2 separate regions of the Mus musculus genome follow, and region 1 is linked to region 2. Evidence: chromatin contacts called from public Hi-C data. All regions are on one chromosome and are shown on one strand. The core of a region is the stretch at or near the end of the contact, and the rest is flanking DNA. Distances in the headings are between cores, read along the strand shown. Region 1 overlaps Cog5 (component of oligomeric golgi complex 5). Region 2 has its middle 26 kb from the start of Dld.

What was found. A called contact is a pair of places that touch in the nucleus more often than the background predicts.
Region 1: a contact with region 2 is called in a Hi-C map of the N1E-115 cell line, with 5 times the contacts expected there. The contact joins two enhancer-like sites. A contact is called at or near these places in 3 of 484 Hi-C or Micro-C datasets (the N1E-115 cell line, cortical neurons and gonadal supporting cells) and 1 of 115 datasets of contacts at active chromatin or transcription factors (embryonic basal ganglia).

Annotation. Positions count from the first base shown.
Region 1 is chr12:31,892,969-31,898,873 of GRCm38.p6, reverse strand. It overlaps Cog5 (component of oligomeric golgi complex 5), which reads right to left. Exons shown (of 23, transcript NM_001163126.1): 18 at 4,666-4,903. It also overlaps the pseudogene Gm35666. Among named protein-coding and RNA genes, the nearest start is that of Hbp1, 54 kb to the left of the region's middle. Within about 2 kb of position 2,438, at least 109 of the 459 cell types and tissues checked have an H3K27ac peak or open chromatin away from gene starts, as enhancers often do. A contact at or near this core is called in the N1E-115 cell line, where this site is marked.
Region 2 is chr12:31,374,691-31,380,632 of GRCm38.p6, reverse strand. No RefSeq gene overlaps it. Among named protein-coding and RNA genes, the nearest start is that of Dld, 26 kb to the right of the region's middle. Within about 2 kb of position 4,147, at least 52 of the 459 cell types and tissues checked have an H3K27ac peak or open chromatin away from gene starts, as enhancers often do. A contact at or near this core is called in the N1E-115 cell line, where this site is marked.

The sequences.
Region 1 (5,905 bases), core at 1,189-3,688, 520 kb before region 2:
TTTATTTAAGAAACACACAGGGAAGCAAGTCACTGGATCAGCGCCCTCATGAAACAGCACTCAACACTCCTTGCCAATGGGGGCCCCAGACGCTTAATCAATCGTCATTTGGGCAGCAAGTTCTACTCCCGACTCACAGCCAGGTGCCACGTTATATGTGAGCATGAGGCAGGGAATTAGAAGGAGATTGTCTCTCTTTTAAGAATTCTCATATTTAGTGAGGGTTTTTTTTTAATGTAACTATTCAACAAGATCATAGACCATGTATAAATGTGTACATGAACACACAAATATCCATGCCCAAATAGCTTTATAATGTTGTTAAATGTTAGTTGTACTGCTGAAATAGATACAGTACGCATACAGAAGTCCACAGACTTGTTACTAGGCCATGAGAGCACACCGAGAGGCCTGCAGCGGGTTCTGAGACGCGCAGGGCAGCCTCCTTGTGATGCTTTTGTGTTAGGTCAGTGCCAATCTTCTGGTACTAAAGACTCAAAATAAACACCAACATTCAGAATAAACACTAAGTCTTAAGGGGAAAATCTTACATGATTAGAAAACTCTAAAATACAAAGGCTAAAGAAATAAAAATTTAAAGAAGAAAATGCCAGTGTTCTTGCTGACAAGATAAGAACAGCTGGGGACCACTGTTCTCAAACCCAGGTCAGGGCTGATGGGCTAGTCTTCGGGCCTTGTTGGGAGTTCTGGTCTCCATCAGAATCGAACAGTTGCTCTGCACTGAACACAAGTAACTACGTAATCGGCACAAGCTTCTGATTGGCTAAGTCTATCCCACCAATAACTGTGGTGTGCATATACGGGTTTCCAAGCACATATTCTGTGATGTAATTTCTATGACATATTTTGGTCATCTTTTTCTTCCTATTACCCTTGTGATTCATTCAAAGATCAACCCAAACAGCCTTTGACCTAGCCTGGAGTAAGACTAAATGTTAAAACAATTAAATAGCTATGGAAAAGTTCCTGTATGAAAGATTATCGCCTCAAATGACTGTGAGCTCTGTGATGACACAGACAGATTTCAAAGGCTAAATCTTTCAGATAAATTTTTAATCTATAATGACCCCCGAGGGACTGAAAAGTCATTTCCCTTTAAACACTGAAGTCCATGCTTGAAGGCGGAGTTCTGTGCTGGAGGAGTCTGCGGGGTTACAGATGGACACACGGTGGTAGGCCTCTGGGCTGCTGCCCCACCTGGCTGCTACTCAGTACCCACCAGGCACGTGGTCAGCCACCGGACACACCTACATGTTTCAGGGGTGTTCGTACACTGACAATGGACAAGAGAAAAAAGGCAAGAGGAGTCAGAACCAACAGTGGTTTGCTTTCCTTCCTAACTCACACTTTTGAGGCAGTGTGGGAAAGATAAAAATGTATCCTTAAAGGGCACCAGAAAATGTATGAATAGAAACTGCTAGGAGCATCAGTAAAGGATTTAATTCCAACTTCAATATCTGTTCTTTTCCTCGGAGGAAAAAAGAGAGCTGAGTGAGGCACAGGGGGATGGCGCTTCAGCAGACAGTGGGCATGTCTGCCCTGAGTGGGACTAGGCAGAACCCTGCGGGCGTGGACAAGCTCAGGGCTTTTTGAACTGCTGTGTGATTAGTGTAGACAAAGAGGCAATGTGGTCCCAGCAGGAAATTAATTACCTGTAGGAAGCCACCTCATGCTCATGACCTAATTCTTAGGGGACCTATGCCGCGCACTTCCCTCAGTAAGAGCCCTCCAGATGGCAGCCTGCAACTACCTTTTCTCTGCACTGGCGCCCTGTGGAGGTCAGGATTGTTTCAAGAGTCCTTATGACGCTTCACTTATTGTCTTTACTGCTAAACTTCATGTCAAAATCTACCCAAATTCCTTCTGTTGGCCTTTTCTTGAGCTCTGCTTTCAGCCAAACAGCAGGGACTTTCATCACAGGAACCCTTTGCAAAGACACAGAGAACCCTGTGCTTTGGAGCCCAGTAACCTCAGTGGCCTGGTTTAATTGTGATTACAAATCGACAGACCTTTCAGTTACTCGCCAGTTAAAAGGCTCTGGTCCCCAATGGCTGCCTGTGAAGCAGACACATTTCAGGGAAATGTTATTTGAGAGTTTTGACTAATCCAGACAAAACATTTCCAACCAAACGGGACTCTGAAAGCTGGGGTTCACACACAATTACAGTTTTGATCTAGTGAAATCAAAACCCCAGTTCAAAGTTTAATTAGAAAAACAGTGGAGTCCTGATTCTGACCTAACACCCGGGAAGGGTTTGCTAATACTACTGGACGCAAACGCCACGCTTCAACGTGTCTTTCCTGAGCCAGGCTAAGAGGAATGGTAGGATCTTGTTAAACTGGGTCACACTGTGGAGCAGCAAACCAAGGGTAGGTGCAGGGGCTGAGCCTCCACAACTAAACCCTACAGCACTGCTATAAAGTCCACTCAGCACAGAGAAAACACCATTTCTAAACACAAGAATCTGTCAAACATAAGTAACAGAGTTTCATTTATCCTGAGGAGGAAATGGCTTCAGAAGGTACTATGTCTTTAAAAAGAAAGGGGGTGGGGGATGGAGATACAATTCTGAGTGCTGCAGCTCACCCCACCACTGGAGGCTGTGCACTGTGAGCCAGGGTTAGCTGCAGTGGGGGGCTGCCATCTTTCAAGAGAACACATCATTACAATAAGCAAGCCTCCCTCTCCTATGGCACTCACTCTGGCCATCTCCTGCTCAGCTGCCATTCTAATTGGACTTGAAGTGCTGCCTCCAGGAAAGTGACTCAAGGACCAGCTGGAGAAGAATGCAAATAAGCTGGTGGGGGAGGGAGCCGCAGAGGAGGAGGAGAGGAGACAAACAAAACCTAGGAGAGGGCCAGGAGACAGACCTATCAGAGATATTTTTAAGGAGTAAGACAGGTCCTTGGACACACGGACACAACTGCCTCCATAAGTCATTATTCAGAGAGAAGGAAGGTGACAAAAATGGACAAGGTTAAACCATTTGAATGGGAGCATTTAATTTCTTTTCTCACATGTACCTATTAAAGGTATCTTTTCCAAAGGAAGGTTTATTTTGTGTAGTTTCACAGCCTCATTTGCGGAATGAAAATAACTGCTTGATCAATTACAAGCAAGGAGCTTTTGAAAGCCAGGTTTGGGCCTTAAGTATGCTGCAGGGTGGGAGCACCTGGCAGCCATGACCCTGAGCAGGAGGCCCAGGGCATGCTCTCAGACACACAGGGACTCAGTGCTGACAGGAGTAATTATCTGTATGTCCAAGGACGACCGGGCAGACTGCAATGGAGACTCCCATGAATGACTACTGAGATTAGTAAAGCTAACAGCTTTGAAAGGGTTAAGAACTGGATTCACCCCTGAGTCATCTGCTTCTGAAGACACTGGGTGCTTAGGGCCTTTTCTCTGCTTCTGATTCCTGAAGGGGTAGGAGGAAGACTCGGGTAGTTGCAGGTAATTTTAAGGCTAGCCACAGGGGCAAAACAGTACTGCACTTAGTGAAGAACCCATATAATCAGGCAGTATCTTCAGGCACCCTGCCTGTCTCTCACTGAACACAGACGCTCACTGCTCACTATCCGGGCTAGGGTTGTTCTTCTCAGGATAGCACGCGGCTCCATGGCTCCATTCCTGCTGTTTACAACATCAGCTCATTGCGTACATTATTTTGAGCCAAGTAAACCAATGATTATTATTGGCTTTAGGGAGATGAGAAAATAGAAATAATACAAAGTGTTGCTTTATTGTGACATAAGATACTTTGCCTTAATCTTGAACAATCAAAGATGATTTTTAATTTTGTTAAAAAGAAAAACAGCATTTGTGTGTGTGTGTGTGTGTGTGTGTGTGTGAGCTGATAGCGCTCCTTTGAACATAGTGAATGTGCCTAAGACCTGCTGGATATTCTGCAAGAAATGTGGGAAGCACCCACCCCACAAGGTGACACAGTACAAGAAGGGCAGGGTTCTTTGTATGCCCAGGGAAAGCGGCGCTATGACAGGAAACAGAGTGGCTACGGTGGGCAGACCAAGCCTATTTTCCGCAAAAAGGCTAAAACTACAAAGAAGATTGTGCTGAGACTGGAGTGTGTTGAGCCCAACTGCAGATCTAAGAGGATGCTGGCTGTTAAGAGATGCAAGCATTTTGAACTGGGAAGCGACAAGAAGAGAAAGGGCCAAGTGATCCAGTTTTAAGCCAATTTTGTTATGAAGACAATAAGATCTTGACCTTTCACCCCCTTTGATTGCAGTTGGTCTTTTGGGAGGGAATAAATTAAAAGCTTCCAGAAATTAAAAAAAAGAAAAAAAGAAAGAGAGAAAGAAAGAAAGAAAGAGAGAGAGAGAGAGAGAGAGAGAGAGAGAGAGAAAGAAAGAAAGAAAGAAAGAAAGAAAGAAAGAAAGAAAGAAAGAAAGAAAGAAAGAAAGGAAGAAAGAAAGAAAGAAAGAAAGAAAGAGAAAGAAAGAAAGAAAGAAAAACAAAATAGTATTTGGTACAATATTTTAAAACTCTTTTTTGTAGTGAATTAGTTTCAGGTGGGTTTTCTTTTCTCTTTAGCTACATGAATAGTTAAGACACTGATGTTTACTTAATACATAACAGTGAGGCTCAAACATTAGTTCCCTTGGAACAATGCATCAATTTACCTGTGCAAAATCAGCAGCAAGTCGCAGTTTCCCACCTTCACCAAGAGGTCTTATGAGACTGGCATTGCGGATAAAAAGTTCAATGGCTCTTTGGGCAATAGCTTCAGTGTTGTCAAAAACAAAATCCAAGCATTCAAAGTGTTTAAAGTAGTCATTCATAACTCTGGCAATGAAACCTTGTAGCTCTTTCATGTACAGGGAACAAGGAACATCAGGTTTTCCTGAGCTGCTTGATGCCCTATAAAAGGGAAAAAAATTTCAGCATTGATGCACAAAGCTACAAATATATTTTGCCCCTGGTTACTATTTCAATCCTGTGCAATTTATTTTTCCTATTAGTGATATAAAAGCACCAATTTTGTTTTGTTTTGCTAAGTATTAAAGAAAATAAAACAATGTTTAAGTTGTATTCTTAAATTTGTGTTTAGATCCTGTGAAGATTACTTACGGATTTTAGCATGCTTTTACTTAAAAGATTATGAAGAATAAAACACAGCTATCTGTCTGAGATGAATCACACGCTGGCCTTTCAATGTCTGACGCAGCTTCCAGCTCTCCGTCCATTCCTATGTTTTGCCTGGTAAGTGAATGTGTCAATAATAGATTCTGAGATGACATTTTATACTTCTCAAGGGCAGAACATGCTTGGTGGCAGCCCCTGCTCTTGCAGTTGGTCACATCAGTCCGATGGCAGCACGGTGACAGAGGGACGGTTGTGTAACAATATGCAGTATGCAGTTTTTCTCCTCCAGATGAGGTTTAGAAAGGCTTTAATTTGGAAAAGTAGATGATACCAGCTGTGCTTCATGATATACTATTTATAACTTATAAATGTTTACAACTGCCCTTTAAAGAATATATTCAAAGAATATGAAATATTTATAGGGAGGAGGGGTTATACCAAAATTAGAAATCACCTGATCCTAGCTAATAGATGAGATCATTGACTATATAATGCTGAGTTTTGTCCAAAAAGCAAGGGAGATGTTTCCAACTTCTGAGAGTGATGCAGAGGAAATGGAAATGGTCTAGAGATGAACACCAGCCATGACTGAAGTCTCTGAGACAGAGAGCAACGTGAACTTGATAACCTTCACAGCAAAGCAATGGCAGCTATAATAAGAGGTCTCCCACCTCCAGAAGAAGACAGAACTAGGGGAAGCTCCAGAGTATGAAAGGCTGTCCTAATGACGGAGGCTCCCCACCAGGTCCACGGTACAGCGTGCTCAGGCTCAGTGTC
Region 2 (5,942 bases), core at 2,898-5,397:
AGCTGCTAGAAAACTTTCTAAAAAAGCTGTATCCACTCTGTAAGTGATTCTTGGTATTTCTGACCTGTTAGAAAAATTCTAAAAGAGCCGTGTTCACTCTCAATGGATTTTCTGACTAAAATCAGAAATCCTGTTAGAAAAAAATTCTTGAAGAGTTGTTTTTGCCCTCCAGAGATCTTCAGATAGCTCCGCTCTCGCTAGAGAAAATTCTAAAGAACTGCTCTCACTTTCTGCTAGCTCATCTCATGCAGACCAAAACTCTGGCTTTTTCTTTACATACCAATTCAGTTATTATTCCAGGTTTCCTTTTGAATACCCTAGGAATCAGCAATCCACCAGTGATCCCAGCCCCTTAATTCTTGGGAGACTGCAAGCACACATTTTCTTTTAACATTTAAAAGTATCTGAAGATCTGTCTGCCTTTGCTAAGCAAAGATGCTAAACTAGCTGGGTGGGACCCTGTCCTGAAATGACTGTTTCTACCACACCTGGGCCTGGATGCCTGTGTTCCAGGCTAACCTTGAACTCAGGAGTCTACCTGCCTTTGTATCTTTCTGACAAGCTTGTTCATTGGGTAGCCGCCTCTGTTTCTTTAGATTAGTGAAGTCCCGCATGTAATTCATACTGCGTCCTTATTTTTTTTTTTTGCATAGCTGAAAAATTATATATTTTCAAACTCATGTTTTTAGAGTTCTTTTCCATAGCCTTAAGGGCTGTCCTGAAGGATTCAGCGTTTACTATTTTGCTGAGACATTAAGCACTCCTTTATCTCCTGTACTCATGCTGTTTCTGATAGCATGGAGTTATAAACATTAACAGGAAGAACGTTCCTCCGAGGAACATGAAAATATGTACAGTATTATACAAATAGGCCTTATGCTCACAGCAGCCATCAACACTTGTGGAGGCCCACGCCAGCTCTTCCTGTCCCAGAGACAGAAACCTTGTTATTCTGCCCCACCAAGGCCATGAAGGACTCAGCAGACTACAACTCTCTTGTCTGTAAGATAGAGAAATAGTACTTATATAAGTAACACATATATCACAAAAAGCAACAGGCTGGTTCTGGGGGTTAAATAAGTCTCAATGCACCCACTTGAATCTGTGGTATATTTTGTGGGGCTTGGTAGGGGGTTTGTGTATTTCTGACTATATATATATACATATATATATATATATACCCACACATATATAATTTTATAAAATTATATATATTTTTTTGTATACTATAATTATTATATAATACATTAATACTTGTTTATTAATATCTTAACGTGTTTAATATTATATTTAAGTATAATTTACATAGTTTGTCCTATGTGAACTGTCTACTTTACTGCCCACCCACCAACTCGGGCTTGTTTCTCTTTAACTCTTTTCTAAGTGCCCTTTGAATAGTAACAGCAAGCCTCTCTCACATATACTAGTAAATATTTTTCCTGGTTTTCATTTGCCTCTTGATGATGCTTACGGTATTTTTCCTTCATAGTAATCTCAAAGCTTTGGTTATTTTGGTCCTATTTGATTTCAATGACTTAGCCCCGCATACCTAAGAACTGTTTTTCATGTTTATGACTATTCTAATATTTTTTTACATCATTGTGTCAAAAATTTTTTTTCTAAATGACATTTTAAAAGAATGTTTTTGTAAATAACCTTTATAAATGTTTGTGTATTTACTGGCTGATATAGTGACATGCCAGTGAACTGTTTGCATGCGTGATGTTCTGTGCCTTGACTTATTTTCCATTTTTCAACATGATAGATATAATGTTTGCATAATGTATTTTGTCATAACTTGAAGACACTTAGTCTGCCTTTGCAACTTCAGTGAGACATTGTATCTTTATAATTTTTCACAGCAGAGAAAGTATCTTGCTAGTATAGATGAGGAAACATCTAGTTGCTGGGTAATTTACATGGTGGTGAAGACGCTGATGTCAATCTGTTCGTTAAAGAGGTCAGAACAGGGGCTGGAAAGATGGCTCACTGATGCTCTTTCAGAGGTCCTGAGTTCAAATCCCAGAAACCACATGGTGGCTCACAACCATCTCTAATGGGATCCAATAAATGCCCTCTTCTGATGTGTCTGAAAACAGCTACAGTGTACTCATATAAATAAATAAATCTTTAAGAAAAAAAAAAAGCCAGAGCAGTTTGATTATGCCAATATTGAGTGAGAACAGAGTAACATGTTTTCCATGGTTCTGTGTCTTTTGGATCTTTGATAATCTTATATGGTACATGAACGATATCTCATCCATTTTTGTGATTGTTAGTGAGCTAGAATCTCTCTTTATAACTAAGTTCATTGACTCGGGCAGAGGACTAGTGTTCTAGTTTGCATTCTATTGCTTTAATAAACAGCATGACAAAGAGCAACTAGAGGGAAGAAAAGGACTTATCTTACAACTCCCAGGTCACAGTCCACAGGAAAATCAGGGCAAGAACTCAAGGCAGGAACCTGGAGGCAAGAACTCAAGCAGCAAAGACTGTGAAGGAAGCCACACACTGGCTTGCTTCTTGTGACTTCTCAGCCTTCTCTCTTATACACCCCAGGACCACCTACCCAGAGATGGCACTGCCCATAGTGGGCTGGATCTTTCCACATCAATCACCTACCAAGAAAATGCCCACAGACTTGCCTACAGGCCAATCTGATGGATACATTTTCTCAGTCCAAGTTCCCTCTTCCCATAGGACCCTTGAGTCAAGTTGACAGAAAAACAAAAAACAAAAAACAAAAAACAAAAAAACAACAACAAAAAAAAAACCCGCCCAACCAGCATAACAAGGATTAGACAAGCCCACTAAAGCGGACTGACACTCAGAAGGCAGAATTAGGAAACAAAAGACAGTAGGTAGCTCAGGGGACAGGGCTTTATGTATGAAACCAGTGGTCATCTGAGAAAGAGGGCAGGTTTCAAGGAGGCAAAACACATAGGACTGGCTGGCTTGGAGAAGAGTTGTGGGAAATAAGGGCAGTGGTTAAGGTACACCAGGGACAAGGGTAACTATTCCCATCACTGAGCTTGAAGAAACTTGAGAAGAACTGGCTATCAATAGAAAACGGAGGAGGAAGATGAATGCAATGGGTACACGGAGGAGGAAAAAGAGCTCTGCCCGTGTGGCGTGCTTATTCTCCCGCACACAGATACCCACAAAGCAATGCGCTTCGGGTGCTTCGCTACAAAGGAGACTGGCTTCGTGGCCCTGCATCCAAACACGCCACTGTTGTGGGAGGAGCTGCTTTGAGTGGAGCAGTGGCTGAGCATTCTGGGAGATCAGGAAGTGCATCCACAGCAGATGAGGTGGAGACTCTTGCCTGGTGAGCTCCAGAGCCCGAGGGTTTCATGAAGTCATATTGTGGGTAGGACAAAGAAGTGACAAGAGACGCTTTGGGAGTACCCTCATCCACTAAGAGAATACACAAACGGCTTGTGAGCCTCAACCCAGACACCTGCCCCCACTGTGTCGACTCTTCTAGTCTTTCCTAAGTCTAAGGATCCCGAGCCAGGAAGCTGAGAACATGCTCAGTTTTCTCTTATTTACTCCCTAGTGCCTCAAGCACTGACCTTTACCTTGCGTGGTCGAATGGTCGAATGGTCGCACAGTCTCTTCTCCGATTTCATAGATGTTAATATAGTTCAAACACTCAACACTCTGATTTAGGTACTTCAAGAATTCATCCTTTTAAGATAAGAGAAACTCTGAAAAGCAATCCTCTTGAGGGAAAGAGATAAGGAAATACTCTTTCTTGTTGATCCCAAGCCAGAGAAACAGGCAGAGCGAACATTCCAGGGCTACCCAAGACAATCAAACAACCACAGGATGCCCGCTTCTTTCTTTGAGCAAACCTTAGCTGATCTATTTATCACCAAATAGCATGTTAATGTATCCTTGCCACTTAGCTTTCATCCATTTGAACAGTAATTTCCTTATTTATGCATGTGTGTATGCAGGCGCATGTGTGTGGGGGGGTGTATAGGGAAGCCAGAGGTTGGTGTCAAATGTCTTCTTCAGGAAGGGACGGGAATCTCTCGCTGAACCTACAACTCGTTTGTTTTGCTTATTTTGGCGGGACAGGGAGCTCCCTCTACCTCCCTATGCTGGGATTACGGTGTGTGCTGCGGTAGTGAGGTTTATTTACAAGGATGCTGGAGATTGAAACTGAGGTCCCCACGCCTGCCGGGCAAGCCCTTTACCAGCTAAGCCTTTTCCCAGCCTTGCTGCCTCTGTTTTTAACTATTTGTTTCCCAGCCTCGCTTCCTCTGTTTTTAACTATTTCTTTCCCAGCCTCGCTTCCTCTGTTTTTAACTATTTCTTTCCTAGCCTCGCTCCCTCTGTTTTTAACTATTTGTTTCCCAGCCTCGCTTCCTGTTTTTAACTATTTGTTTCCCAGCCTCGCTCCCTCTGTTTTTAACTATTTGTTTGCCACTCCATCAATGCCAAGGTGTACTAGTCAGAAGTCTTTTTGTTGCAGCTAATAGAGATTCCACGCCCACCCCCACCCCCCAATTTTTTTGTGTGCAAAACAATATATGTTAGCTAGTTAGACCTGAAGCATGCAGGGGTAGAGCCAAGCACAAGCATGGCTTCCTTGAGGACTCTGAGTCATTCCGAAGCTGCTTCTTTATTTTGATTGGCTCTAAATTCCTTTTTATTTGATCTATTCTAATGTACTTGGAGTAAAACAGTGCAATGTCTTATCTCTGTGTCCACTTGAGCATCTAAAGTCTTCATCTCTTTCTCCTCCTCCTCCTTCTCCTCTCCCTCCTCCTCCTCCTCTTCCTTCTCCTCCCCCCTCCTTCCTGTGATGTAAGTCTGTGAACTAACGACTGTGGCCACGCTTGAGTATCAAGCCCTACCCATGTAAGGGTCCATGACTCACCAAAGAATCATACCCCAGACTCAAATAGTATGCAAAAGCAGAGAGTGTTTTATTCTGCAGACATCTGCATGCTGGGGTCTACCATCTACCATGATGGAGGTGCCCCAGTAAGCTTCCAGTCCAGACTTAAAGCATATTAGGGGAATTCTGGGGAGGGGTAGGTGACCTCTATCTTAATCGTTGGCTCTATCTCTAGAGACATTCCAGAACCCATTGCTGGGGTGGGGGTGGGGGACTGGAAACTGTTGCTGAGGAAGTCTGGAAACTGCGGCTGACCCTTTGTCCTTGCCTCAGGCCAGGGGGCAGGGCCTGGACTTGCCCAGACTTGCCCAGTTCGTAGTAACAAAGATTTAGGCCTAGTCTCCTGAACTGCCAATTTGAAGCCTGTCAAGAAGTCAGCCTACCTCATCCGTAGTTTTCAGAGCAGAGATGTCCAATACAGATAAATTGATAGCCACTGACGTGCAGACAGATAAAGGCAACATATATAAATTATATTCTAACAGTCATGTGTTTTTTTAAAAAGTAAAAAAGGAACGGGGTCTTGGGTGTGTTTTCACACATGTAATCACTACACAGCGTTTGGGAGGCTTAGGCAGGAGGATTATGAGAAGGCTACACAGCAAGATGTGTGTGTGTGTGTGTGTGCATGTGTGCAAGAGAGAGATTGATTTTTTTTTAACCAATTAAATACAATGTTATTATTTTAACATGTAATCAACATTTCTGAGACAGCAAAACCTATCATTTTAACTGAGTTTTCAACCACAATCCACTGGAGGGTGGGATGAGACATCCTTTGAGAAACAGTATCCTTGAGACACCTTTACTCCTCTGTGCTTCCAAACTCACCTTTGGAGTGGTCAGAGGAGAAAGGCCTGATGACCGGTGTGAGCTGTCAGGAATGAAGGCGGGATTGATACTGGGCGGAGCCAGGGTTACACAGATGCTGCTGTTACTGCTGCACTGCTGCCCTCTGCTGGTTATATTATATCACAACCATATAAACAAAAAGGACGCTGGGCGTTTGTGAGCCCTTGACGTTTCTGGC